Regions from separate parts of the Triticum aestivum genome. Here region 1 is linked to region 2. The links are chromatin contacts, called in public Hi-C maps. All regions are on one chromosome and are shown on one strand. The core of a region is the stretch at or near the end of the contact, and the rest is flanking DNA. Distances in the headings are between cores, read along the strand shown.

Evidence for each region. Hi-C and Micro-C count contacts between places; a contact is called where the count stands out from the background.
Region 1: a Hi-C map of leaf shows a contact between it and region 2, with 7 times the contacts expected there. The contact joins the promoter of LOC123128372 here to the enhancer-like site in region 2. A contact is called at or near these places in 2 of 5 Hi-C or Micro-C datasets (both in leaf).

What each region holds. Positions count from the first base shown.
Region 1 is chr6A:542,321,299-542,327,854 of IWGSC CS RefSeq v2.1, reverse strand. LOC123128372 (transcription factor ILI5) reads right to left here and starts at 1,725. Exons shown (of 2, transcript XM_044548355.1): 1 at 1,231-1,725; 2 at 220-1,073. The coding sequence starts at 1,341. The coding sequence ends at 918.
Region 2 is chr6A:542,175,961-542,182,753 of IWGSC CS RefSeq v2.1, reverse strand. No RefSeq gene overlaps it. Among protein-coding and RNA genes, the nearest start is that of LOC123128371, 13 kb to the right of the region's middle. Within about 2 kb of position 1,848, at least 5 of the 8 cell types and tissues checked have an H3K27ac peak or open chromatin away from gene starts, as enhancers often do. A contact at or near this core is called in leaf, where this site is marked.

The DNA.
Region 1 (6,556 bases), core at 476-2,975, 150 kb before region 2:
CACTGGTCGTAGCGTCAAAACAGCCGGAGCCACCGCAACCACAAGTGGGCCATTCCATACATGTCAAGTGGTACCACTGGATCTATATGCAAGTATATAAATAGCATAGCGTAATCATCGTGTTTTTAACCTGATGAAAGTAAACGCGTTGCTTCACGTGCGTGCGTACGGATATATAGGGCCGATCGAGGGCGAGAGGGCATAGAGGAAGCAACCATGAGAGCCCGGCATCATTTGCATTCCTTAATACCGTACATAAAAATGAACAGTACACTCCAGTCTAGTATTAATTTGATCTCGTAGTAGTACGTATTCCAACAAAAGTTAAAGCTGGGGTGGTACAACATGACGATGATATTAATTTGCTCCAGGTAGTAGTAGTAGTACCGTAGTAGTGGTCGGTCGGTTGTCTATAGAGGACACAACTCGATCCAATGCCACCAACTAAATTTACAGATCGAGTAGTAGATCAAGAAAGGGACAACAGAAGAGGGGAAGAGGCAGACAGGAGGACGGGGGGGGGGGGGGGGGGGGGGAGCTATCTATCCAGCTCCGAGCTAGCGAGGGGCTAGCAGCACACGGAGGAGACGATCGAGAGATTAGCTCAAGCAGCAGCCAGCGCGCGAGGATAAGCTTTGGCCCAAGGTAGGAACGCTAGCTAAGCTAATGCCCTACGTAGTACAGACGGAGTGAAGCTTAGAGACACGTAGTACATTTTTCGATCTACACGATCTAGGCAGAAAGGGAGCAGAAAAGAGACGGTACATATTTAAATATGTGGAGGACGATATATATACCCTAGCTAAGCAAAGCTCTCGTACGTGTCCGGCTGGCCGGAGAGACCCATGTCGCCGCCGCCGCTTAATTGTCCTGGCGGTTGAGCTCTCGCCGATCGACCGGCCGGCGCTGTAGTACGATCACGAGCGGAGGAGGCCGCGGATGATCTCCGCTTCGGCGCTATTGTGGTCCATGGTCGACATGAGGTCCGACAGCCGGTCGCTGAGGTCGTCCACCTCCCGGTGGAGGCTCTTGATGTAGCTGCACGTCTCCTTCAGCAGCTTCGTCGTCGACGCCTGCATTTTCATTTCACTCGCCCGTTATTTCCTGCTGGCTTCGTGCAAGTCAAACTCGCACGGACAATGCAACCACCCAGCTAGCTGGCAAGCGGTGGAGTAATGTGCGTACGTGTGTATCGCTGTTGTGGTGGTAAGCTTAAGCTAAGCAAGTTACCTGGCTGGAGCCGCGGCGGCGGGAGTTGGGGAGCAGAGACTGGAGCTTGGACATGAGCTCGTTGATCTCCTCCTCGGAGATGGCGCCGCGCGACGACCTTCTGCTCGACATCGTCTTCCTAGCCGCTGCTGCGTCGCTGGCCGGCCGGGATGAGCTAGCTAGCTAGTGCCGGAGCAAGCAGACTGCAGACTCCCGCCGGCTAGCTAACAAAGCCACACAGTGTGTACGCTCAAAAGGTGCCGGGCAGTTGGCCGGTGAGCGCGGGGAGGCCCTCGCTGACGTCGAGCCGCTCAGGATACTCGCTGGATAACTTCTAGTTGTGCAATCGCTGGAGGAGTGTGTGAGGGAGACAGAAAGGGAGAGGGTGTCTTTATAGGGCGGAGAACGGATTGGGGAACGATGTAGATGCGCGGAGATAATTCGACCCCGGCAAGTAATTATAGCACTAGCTACTGGCGGAGAGCAAAAGTAGGAACGCTAACGGGGTGAGCCGGGCCCGCGTGTCTCTCTCCGTCTAATCACTGATGAGCCGAGCCCACTGTCATCGGCGCGTGGAGCCCACAGGCGGAGAGGCAGCTCGTTGGGCCCCACTTGAATGACCACCCACCACTGGCCACGTGCCCCATGCGCCTTGCAGGACTGTTCAGTTTTACCGGGAAAGAACCCCTGGCTAGACGTGTTCGCCTCCTCGCCATGCCGACCGATGCAGCAACGTCCAGGAAATCGACAAGATCATTTGTTGCGTTTGAGGTTGTGATTTGATGTTATCCGAAGCGAAAGTCCCTCGGCTCGGTCTCCTGGCTCCGAGTCTCGTTAAGCGTACGTGTATGTACCACGAACTGATGTGTGGACGAATCGAACCCCTGTCAATCATCGGCATTGCCTAATTAGTCGGCTAGTGCAAATTGAGAGTTTTGGTCATGGAGTAATAAGCTGTTCGGAGAAAGAACACGCACCTTTGTAAAGCTAATTAAACAGGGACATGGATCCATGACCTCTTCTCTTCAGCCTTCACCCATCTGTCCTTGTCGTGAGAACGGACACGGACGCAACTATTGTATTGCACTTGCACACATACGTGCAGCACAGCAACTCTCTAATCAGCGGCAAGTCTTTTATTAACTACATCAATCAACTATATATGTCCGCACTATCCACAAGAAAACAAGTCGAGCGCCAGACCCAAAAGATGCCCTGTCCCCGGCCGGTTGCCCGGGACGTGAGGGCGGACGCGTACATGCATGCACATACGCCTTTCATTCCCTTGTCGTGTGCTGTGTGCATGCCAGCACAGTGATACATGACACGCCGCTTTGATTAACTAGTAGTAGTACGTGTTTTATGTGCAGCAAACGCACCTAACGCAGGAGATAAGCGCCTAGATTCAGCGCGATGATTGAGGGAGAGTGACGCAGCACGTACGCCTACGGTTTTTTATTCATGCATGCATATGTAAACGTCTGATACAGTGGTATAATTATACGTAATTAGTTAAGAGTTGGTCTGCTGCATGCATGGGGTGGGCTCGGTTTGGCGGGGTTTAGAGCAATTCCAATGGGGCGACCCATTTCGTCCGTAAGCGTCTGTTTGGGTTGGTGCAGACAAAAGTGGCGGCCCAACGCGCCGACCCAAACGGACGCGCGTCCGTTTTTCGTCCGCGGGCGACCCATTCCAGACTCATTTTTAAACCGGATTTGCGTCGGCGCGGACACGAGACGGACGCGCGCGCGCTCGCCCTCTTTTTTTACCAGGCCCGCTGGTCGGTGGCATATTGGATTCACATCCTCGCCCGCCTGCTACGTCGCCGACGCCGCCGGCCATTTTTTCAGATAAAAATAGATACATAGATAATTCTAGCATACACAGATAAAAAGAAAAGACCACTACTCGTCGATTTCTGACTCCGACTCGGTAATGTTCTCCTTCGATGTCTGAATGTAGGCGTCAGCATACGCCTCGCCTTCAAAGTCCCAACCCGCCGTTTCTCGTAGCTTCAATTTCAATTGAGCTGCCTGCTTCCGCGAACGCTTGTCCTCCCGATAGACGGCTCGCTCCCTCCTCCTCGCGTCCCTCTCCGATCTCAATTGCTTGTAGAACTGGCGCTCGTCGACGATGTCCTGCGGGTAGCCTCCACGCAACAGCACCAAGGCTTCCACGTCCTTCTCTGCGATGGCGAGGCGACGCGCCTCCGGTGGACACGGCGATCCTCGTCGGTGAAAAGCCGCGGGAGAGGCGCCAGATCCTGCGCCCGCTGGCTCGACACGTTGGGAAAATTCATATCCCGACGAGGCTTCAGGAGGCGCCACGCCGCCGCGTCGTGCGCACGAGCCGCCTCCTCTGCGGTGTCGAAGGTGCCGAGGGCGAGACGTTTCTCGCGAAATCAGATCTCGGCCGAGAAGGCGCCGAAGCGGCGCTCGCGGACTCCGCGAAAATCCGAAGCACGTAGGCGGCGGATCGACATGGTGACGCAGAGACGGCGAGAGTGGGTGAAAGCGCCGGCCGCGGCGCGTGCGCGATCCTTTTCCGCGCGCTGGAGCGCCAAAACCAACGCGCGCGAACCTTTCCCGCGTGCTGGAGCGTCAAAATCAGGGCGACGGTCATGAAAATGGGTCAGCCCGTTGGGCGCACTGCCGACCCAAAACTAAAAGAGGGCGGACGGCGGGCGGGCGGCCGATCCAAATGGACAAAAAACGGACAGAAAAGCCGTCCGTTTGGATCGACCCCGTTGGAGTTGCTCTTACCGAACGGAGGGACGCAAATCTCGGGCGCCCGGAGCGTGGAGCCCCTGCGCCGCTGCCATGTTGGCGATCGAAACCAACCGGGCGGGCTAGCGACCGGACAGCGCGCGCCAACCTTCACGTGACCGTCGCGTGGTGAGCGCGTGCTCGTGTTTAAGGCCGCCGTCCATGTGGTCGATCGGGGCCTGGCCGCCCTGGCTCCGGCCGCGTGACAGTCATCTCACGAGCCTCCACCGCTGGACGGCACGACACGAGGGCCCCGTCGTCGATCGGTGGTCTGGCCCGGCCCCGCCTTCCCGTCCGGCCGTCTCCATCGGCCGATCGGCCCGGCCGGCGGATCCCGCGACCCGGGGGGCATTACGTGCCTGCCTCCGTTGCGAGATCCAGGCGCGCGAACCAGGCACGGACACGTACGGCGTGCGCGCATGCACGGCGCGGGGCGGCCGCTGGCCACAGACGGTAGATTAGCTCGGGCAGGGTGGGCGGAGAGACGAGCGGCCGGGAGGGTGCACAGCTGCCGCTCCCGCTGGTAGCTTGTGGCGGGCAAAAGGGGCGCGCATGTGAGGGGCGCGCCGCGGTAGTGGGTCTCCGGCTGATGGCGAGGCGGCAGGGCGCCCACCGCCACCGCCACCGCGCGCTCGCGCCCTCCTCGGCTATCTTTGCCGCGGGATTACGTTACACGCCACGTACGTGTGTCCCCGATCCAGAAGATCGATACCCACATACGCGCCTTAGTTAACTAGCCAGCTCCCCTTCCGTCCTTCCGTGGGGCATGTTTATTGTTTGCTTTAGGCCCGGCCGGCCACCCGACTACCACATCTACTCCAGTTAGCTAGCTAGCTCTGTGACTTGTAGTATCTACCTGTGCTGGAGTGCTACTCTACCGGTAGCAGCAGCGCAGTTCTCCTACGACTGGCATCTCTGTTCTCACGACATGACATGACCAACCGAACAAACGGCCGATCGCGTGAGGAGTAGTAAATGGGCGGAACCACGTGTCGCCCGCTCGTGTGAAGATGGGTGGTATCTACGAGTACATGTATCCACGGATCGAGCAGGGGTAGGTCCTATTTTCAACCAAGGAAGAGCCGGCCGTGTCGTATGTACTAGCTGAGCGGCTACACTGGACTCATCAAGGCTCACTCACAGATAAAGCGTGTGTGCTTCGGGGATGCATGCCGGTACGGGTGCTTTCTGGCTCCTATCCTTCTGCGGTTGCCAAAACCGGCTTTTTAGGGTACGTGCGTGCGTACGGTGCGTCGCGGCGCGGCTGTACCTGCTGATCGATCGACGCGTCCACGTCGAGACCAGCCTAGGCTATAGCTAGCTGGCTATGGATCCTGCGAATGGGTCATGGGGCGTGTAACTGCGAAGTACGTAAGTGTTCATAGATCGCAGATTTGAGATTGATCAGTAAGCGCTGGGCCTCTGCCTAGGCTGCCCACCACTAGCTACAGTAAACACTGAAGAAGAGCTGGGGGGCACGTACGGCAAAGTTGATAAACAGTTTTGCGTACGCGCCACCGATCTCTGCCGAGTCATGTTCGACCCATTGTCCTCTCTGACACGAGCTTCTGGAAAAGCTAGTCCCGCGCCGAAAAAAACATCTACTATATCATTTTACGTCTAGCTGGGAGGAGCGTGCTAGCTAGGGGAAGGGGCTCATATTTAGGCCTAGGTCGGGTACTGCTCCTGCCGGAGATCGTTACTTTCCGAGATCGTGGTAGTACTGGCTAGCTAGCATGCATTATCGGTCGATGATAAAGCCGATCCGATGCATGAAACACGCATTGTAGTTTCTAGGAAGGACGAGAGTACCTGTACTTACCTATCCGCCGGTAGTCCGGTACGTGGATGGGGCCGGACGGGGCGGAGAGAGGAGAGGAGAGGAGAGGACCGGGCAGGCAGCGAAATTGCATCTGCATGTGGTTACTACGTGACCAAGTTGCACGTCGCCGTCGCGGTGTTTATTGCATAGGGCGGACGAGCGGACTCGCTTGCATGGGCTGCCGGCCAAACCCGCCGGCTCCCACACGTGCCTCTGCCCCGTCGCCGGAGGCAACCAACTCCGGCCGGCCTCCTCCCATCGGCAAACGGCATGCCGTTGCCGGACGCGCATGAGTACCCAGTACCCACGTAACCGGAGTATGAGCGTATCCATGCACGGGCTCGTACGTCCGATCGTATGTACGTAGTATGGTCGTATATATAGGCGTGTCCTCACGGGCCTCACGCACACACCTGTAGCATGTCTGATGTCTCTTGGCACGTACTCCGTATGTACGAGACATGCTGCTCCATCGTCAACAGTGCGGTGGTTAAATGTTTCGTCGGGTGGCGGTGCATGTGGGGCAGTTGTGTGACTTGTGTCACGCGGTGGCTCTTGGTCGTTTGGCATGCAGGACCGGCCGGCGGCACGGACGACGTGAAAAGGCATCTCCGGCTCTCTGGTGAAGGCGGTAATTATGAAGTCGTCGTTGCTCGCGAGTGCGTGCACTGTAGCTCTTGTCATGGAATCTTGGATGAGGTCACCGGTGACTTTGTGAGGACAATAGTTTATGGTGGAGTGAATATTCAACTACTTGCGC
Region 2 (6,793 bases), core at 599-3,098:
CAACTTTCTGGAGTTTCCGCAAACATTTTAAAATTTCTGAACATTTGTTGAAAAAAGAACAATATACCTTGAGTGAGTAAATTGAGCTAACTCTTACTTGTGTCTATCACCTCCGTCCATTATTATTAAGCCAGGTGCAATGAGTAGGTTCGTTGTTTTTGGGTCATTCGTGAAAAATGCATGATTTAATCTCTCTAGCAAATCGTTACAGAGCACCAACCAATGTATGCGATGGGTTTTCTTTCCTCCAATTGAAAGCTGCTTCTCCATGCGGTCACCGGTTACAACTAGATGCACTTAATCTTCATGCGAGGTTATCACTTGGTCGTAGAGTTTTGACTGTCAAGCCCTTTAAATCCAAACGAGAGGGTTTGTTTACTTATCAAATTAAATAACCGCCTTTTCATTATTTTACACTAAATCTCATCAATTTATATACATTTGCAAGTTGTATGGAAAATCAATAAACCGCTCCAGGAATCAATAGAGTGAACAGTGGGTTCCGATTATCCCTAGAGAAAGTAACACACCATTCTGTTGTCAAAGATGAGCAGAAAGGATTTAACTCCGCATTCTGATATAACTTAACATATAATTGCAATCGGACCGTGTTTAACTTGGTTGGATGGTCAACCTTTCTCCGGTGCAATGCATGGGCATATGTACTAGTATATGAAATGCCAGCAGCGCTGGATCTTTAAAAAGAAAAAGTTATCACTCCAACGATGATCAATATATATCAAATTGGAGATTATCAATTATAGACTATTATATGAAGTTGTCCCCGGAAAAAGAAATCAGGTTGACAATCCCAGATCTACTACATGTACGTACTACCCCTATAGGCACACATCACGAAACAAAATCAACTTCTCTTCGTTGTATACGGCGACAGAGTGACAGGCAAACGATACTAAGTAAGTGGCCTCAGGACAATACAATCAAGCTAGGCAGGTCCATGCAGACGCGGTTGCTGTACGTGCCTACGTGACTGTCGAATCGCATGGCAGGAGCTGCAGGAACTTGACGAGCGCAGACTGGTGAAACACGATCTTGGCAGCTGGAGCGCAGGACCACGCTCGGAGATTTCATGGTCCTCAACCTACATGTCTAATTTGGTTCGGTCCCAAGATAGGAAGCTGAGTCGTCTTTTCGACCGGCGCGTGCGTACGTGATCGGCCCTCGGCTCGATCGGTCCCTCGCCCCGCCCACGGTCGGCCAGCCAATTTACTACCTCACCAAGAATGGCGATCAGATCCGTGTAGGTGTAGTAGAGTTTGTAAAGTTCACACACCGTTCTTCTGAACCTGGAGCCAATACGATATGCATCACGTCCACTTCACGGTGCGGCGAGGTCCGGACTCGCACAGCGACGGCTTGCCCGTACCACGGCACGGCGTCAACTCTTCGCGGCCAATCGCGAGCTGCTTCGTGCCGCCGCGCCGGCCGCTCCTTCGGTCGTCGCATGCGCGCGTGGCGTGGAGAGGTGTGGCGCCGTCGCCGATCGGGCCCGTCACCTCGGGTGTACGTACCACCAGGCTGGCCGTCGTCAGCCAGCCTCAGGCCGCCGCGCGGCCGGTCCCCGGACGGTGAGCCGGTGAGGCGTCACCTCCGTCGATCCACCGGCATCCGACCCACGCATGTATTGTACGTACGGCGGTGCGGCGCCTGGGCTGGGGGCGGGTCGGGTCGGGTGCGTGCCGGGGGGGACCGGCGGCGGCGGTGGTGGTGGTGGCCGGGCTGCACCGCTGCCCGCGGGGCACGATGTTTGCCTGCCCCTGCGCGCGCGCACCTAATGCTGCCGCGCGCGATCGAGCAGGGGACACGGACAGCTGCGATGCGCCTGCCGCGCGCGTGCCGTGCACCCTACCACGCCCCTCTCACGTCCACATCGACCGATCGATCATATGTGTGTGTGTGTGTGAATTGACGTCCCTGGCGAGCTAATAATCTCGCTCAAGGCCCAGGTTAGGTGAGTGACAGCATCATCCAGTGCAAGTTTGGGGCCGGGAACCACGCGGGGCGCAGGGCAGGGGGCATGCATGCGTCCATGATTGAGTAGGAAGGAGGTTCACGGAATGGATCGGCTCCCGAGAATTCGCACCGAAACATGGGTGCCATTAACGTCGTTTCGGTGGACATGCATAATGTACCGATCGACGTACGTATAGGTGTAGGATTACGACCCCAGTAGCTTATGTTTTCAGTTGCTCGACGTCTTGGCTCCGGGAATAGCGACGACGATGATGAATAAAAGTCCTCGTCTTTTCCCAACGCGGCGTTTCTGCTCTGTGGTCGGTGATCGGTCTAGCCGTTTAGGTGGTAGTATGTTCAAGCGGGATGATGTGCCGGCGACGGCATCCTTTGTGGTGAATTTGTCCTCGGGCTCCATCGTTCCGACGACGTTTGCTCCGGCGTCGGCTCGGAGCTCGGGTGGTAGTTCAGGAGCAAATGCGGACGGTGGTCTGATCGGCAACAGCTTATGTTGGATCATGTGTTGGGTTCGTGGCTGGCGGGTGGTGGATTTCGTTTCCTCCTCCGACATAGTCACACGGGGGTGTCAGATTTTGGGTTTGATGGCATGACCAAGGTGCTGCACTAGTCAAATTCTTTCAGCGGCAATAGGTTCATCTTTAGTGAGCTAAATTGGAGATCTAAAAAGTTGCGACCAACGATGAAACCACGTCGAACTCGAGTGAAGAGGTGATCCGCCTCATGTTTCTTTGGTGGCTGTTGCGGTGGAGTCAGGCATGAGTGACGGGCGTTGACTTCAAGCTCAAAGGATTCTTCGATCTTGATTGTAATTTTCATTCTTGGTTGGGCATTCTTTGTACAAAAGCTAAGGTTCGATTGTCTTTCCAGTTCGGTTAAGTTGATGCCTACGTGGCTTATACCTCAATCTTTATTATATGAATCTGTGTGTACTCCCTCCATTCCTACGAGGAAGGCATATACTAACTGCTCAGGTGCTTAGAGAAATTGCTCAAAACCCTCATCCACACTCTCACATTCATCCATGTCCAAAACCCTAAAGTCTATCTCGGTCCCACCAAAACATATCTATCCGGACCCACCAAGAAACAATTGACATAGCCACTGCCTAAACACTAGCAACTCGGTCCCACCGAGATGACCCTTCCGTCCCACCAAAGAGCACTTGCCAATCTTCTGTTGCCTATCGATTTCATTTTGCAAATTCCAAGTAGTTTCGATCGGTTTCACTGAAGTGTCGAAAATGATTAGGTCATCATCCATCAGTCTCACCGAGTTGTCTCATCCGGTCTCACCAAAAAGCATAAAGTTTAGATCATGTACCAGTCGGTCTTACCGAGTGATTTCACCCGGTCCCATCGAGTAGTGCATCAAGGTGTGTAACGGTTGGACTTTTGGTGCTGCCTATATATAGCCCCACCCATTCCACCAACTCTCAGAGAGCAACCAGGACGAAACCACAGCTTCCCATATCCATTTTCTAAGAGAGAACCACCTACACTTGTGCTGAAATCAAGGGATTTGATACGTCTCCAACGTATCGAGTTTCCAAACATTTTTGCTTTGTTTTGGACTCTAATTCGCATGATTTGAATGAAACTAACCTGGACTGGCGTTGTTTTCAGCAGAACTACTTTTGTGTTGTTTTTGTGCAGAAATAAAAAGTTCTTAGAATCGGACAAATTTTTATGGAGAATTATTTTGGAATATATAAAAATATTGGCACAAGAATTTACTAGAGGGATCACCAAAGAGCCATAAGCTCACGTGCCCCCCCCCCCTCTTAGGGCATGCCACCTGAGCTTGTGAGCCCCATTAGGCTCCGTTTGCCCTACCTCCAGGTCCATAAGTACCGTCTTTCCGAGAAAAAAAAAGATAAAAAGTGTCATCGTGTTTTACAATACGGAGCTGCCGCCACCTCCGGTTCTTCATCGGGAGGGCTGATCTAGAGTCTGTTCGGGGCTCCAGAGAGGGGGATTCGTCGCCATCGTCATCAACAACCCTTCTCCATCGACAACCTCATGATTCTCACCAGCGGGAGTAATTTCATCATAGGCGTACTGGAAGTAGATGGAGATTGATGATATTCGTCATGTAATCGAGTCAAATTGTTAGGGATTGATCCCTAGTATCTACTAGGTCATGAGATTGATGTTGCTATGACTTTGCTATGCTTAATGCTTGTCACTAGGACCCGAGTGCCATGATTTCAGTTCTGAACCCATTATGTTTTCATGAATATATTGTAGTTCTTGATCCTATCTGCTAGCTATATGCACTTCTTATTTTTTTGAACCGTAGACCCCAAAGTGACAATAATTGGATACTCTTCGGGGATGACTATAATTCAAGGAGTTCATGTATTCACTATGTGTTAATGCTTAGTTCCGGTTCTCTATTAAAAGGAGCGCCTTATTTACCCTTAGTTTTCATTAGGACCCTGCTGCCATGGGAGGGCAGGACAAAAAATGTTATGCATATTCTTATTATAAGCACGCATGACTATATACGAAATACATGCCTACATATGATTGATGAATTGGACCTATTGTGTATCGCTCTAGGTTGCGACTGTTAAATGATGAATGCCATCGAAATATCCATCTTTGTTCCTTGCCTACGCTTTGCTCATATTGTCTTTGCTAAGTTGCTACTGTTACAATCACTACAAAACTGCTACTGCTACCGTTACTATTACTATTGCTACTGCTATTGCTGTTATCAAAACTATTATATTACTTGGCTACTAATACTTTGCTGCAAAGAAACAACTTCTTAGGTGTGATTGAGTTGACAACTCAACTACTAAGGCTTATTCTTTGGCTCCCCTTGTGTGGAACCAATAAATTTGGGTGAAATGCTACCCTCAAAAACTATCACGATGTCGTATACTTATGGGTCATTGGGATTCCACTCAAACCTTTGATCCTTGATTTCTAGCCTCCCCAAGTTGCTGTCCGCTCTAATCCTTCTCCTACCACAAAGACAAATCTGTGAGAGAATAATTGACTGTTGAGGAGACTGTCTTTTGAAGCACGAGATCAAGGAGTCCATCATCAACAACAACATCTATTATCTTTTGAAGAGTGTTGTCTCCTAGATTGGTTAGGTGTCACTTGGGAGCCTCCAAGGTTGTGGACTTGAACCAAGGAGTTTGTAAGGGCAAGGAGATCGACTACTTCGTGAAGATCTACCCCGAGTGAGGCTAGTTGAAACAGCATGGTGCCCCCATGTTTGGTTTTGGTAATTGATGATAATCCCTATGGACTAACGGTGCCTTGAGTTATATTTAAAGGATTTTCCCATAGGCTTTGCTTAAAGACCATTTGTTGGTTTCAAGGCTATAAGAAGGAGATTATGTGTTGGACAAGGTGTTATTCATGGAGTTATCCAAAGATTGGTCATGTGAGAGTTGAGCATATTGCAAGCATGTCTTAAAGAAGGAGATTGTGTGAACAGTCATGTTTGTCTTCAAGACATCATCTTTATGAAGAGAGAAGATAAGATACAAGGTTGATCAAGACTAAGTACAAAGAGTGGATTCAAGTTGATCAACACACAAAGCGTAGAAGTTGTACCGAGTGGGATCAAATGATCACATGGTATGGTAAGCATTGTCCATTACGCTTTGTGTACTAACCAATGATCTATGTGAGGTTTCTTTGTGGGGTTAGGTGTGTTTCCATGGACGTGCATCAAAAGGAAAATATCATATAACCCATGGAGGATGACATCAAGTGGTGATCATCATCAAGATTGCAGTGTGCAAGTTCAAGTGGGGCATCGCGTAGTGATCTCTTGATTGAAGCTTGCCGTCCATTGTGGTGACAAAGGACATGTGAAGATGTGCTGAAGAGAGGCTCACCCATAGTGCGGTATGGGGGAGAATTCTACTAGTCTTCATCGAGCCAACACAATCAAGAAAGGTGGTTCAACTTGAGGAAGTCAAGATTGTCATCATCTAGCTCAATTGGACTATGCGCAAGGCAAAAGTTTCTCCTTGATATATTTTCTATTTTGTCAGTCTCATGGTGTTAGTTAGGGGACCAGATTATAGATTGATTGTTGTACTATCAAGGGGGCTCTTGAGTGAGTAGCTTGATCGTATCGTTTGTAGAGAGCTCAAACCATTGCTCCTTGGCATCATCTTTCTTGGTTCTTGTTTGGCTTTTAGCTTTGTGAGTTTTGGAGCTTGTGGTCATCTTCATGACAAGCTCAAGTTCATCAAAAACGGATTTCATATGCATCATCTTTTATGTTTTCAATATTGGAGTTTATGCCAGATCTTCAATGATGGAGGTTTCACACCTCTATATCATTAGCATATTTCTATTGCCGCTTCTGAAGATTTCTAGTCATGATTTAGCAGCTCTTGTCGTTAGCTTCCTACCAAGCCTGAGTTCGTCAAAATCAGAGTTCATTTGCAGCAGTTATTGCAGTTTTGGTCTTACTTGCATCCATCTATTTTGTTTGGGAAATGTTATAGCATCCAGGCGGTAGTACCGCTCTGGACCACGATAGTACCGCTTAGGCGGTACTTCTATTGACCAGTACCGCAACCACTTCCGCTTATTTTGGTGCTTCTGTTGCCCAATCTGCTTGAGTGGTAGTAGAGTGGTAGTACTGCTCTAAGCGGTAGTACTGCTTTGGCAGAACTACCACTCTTGTATTTCTGTCTAGTTGGGTTGCGTTGTGCATGCTAAGGGCCTCTTTGATTGGCAGGATTGTCAAAATGAAGGAATAGGAAAAATGCAGGAATAGGATGGCATGTCCCATAGTATCCTACAGGATTTGAAAGAAT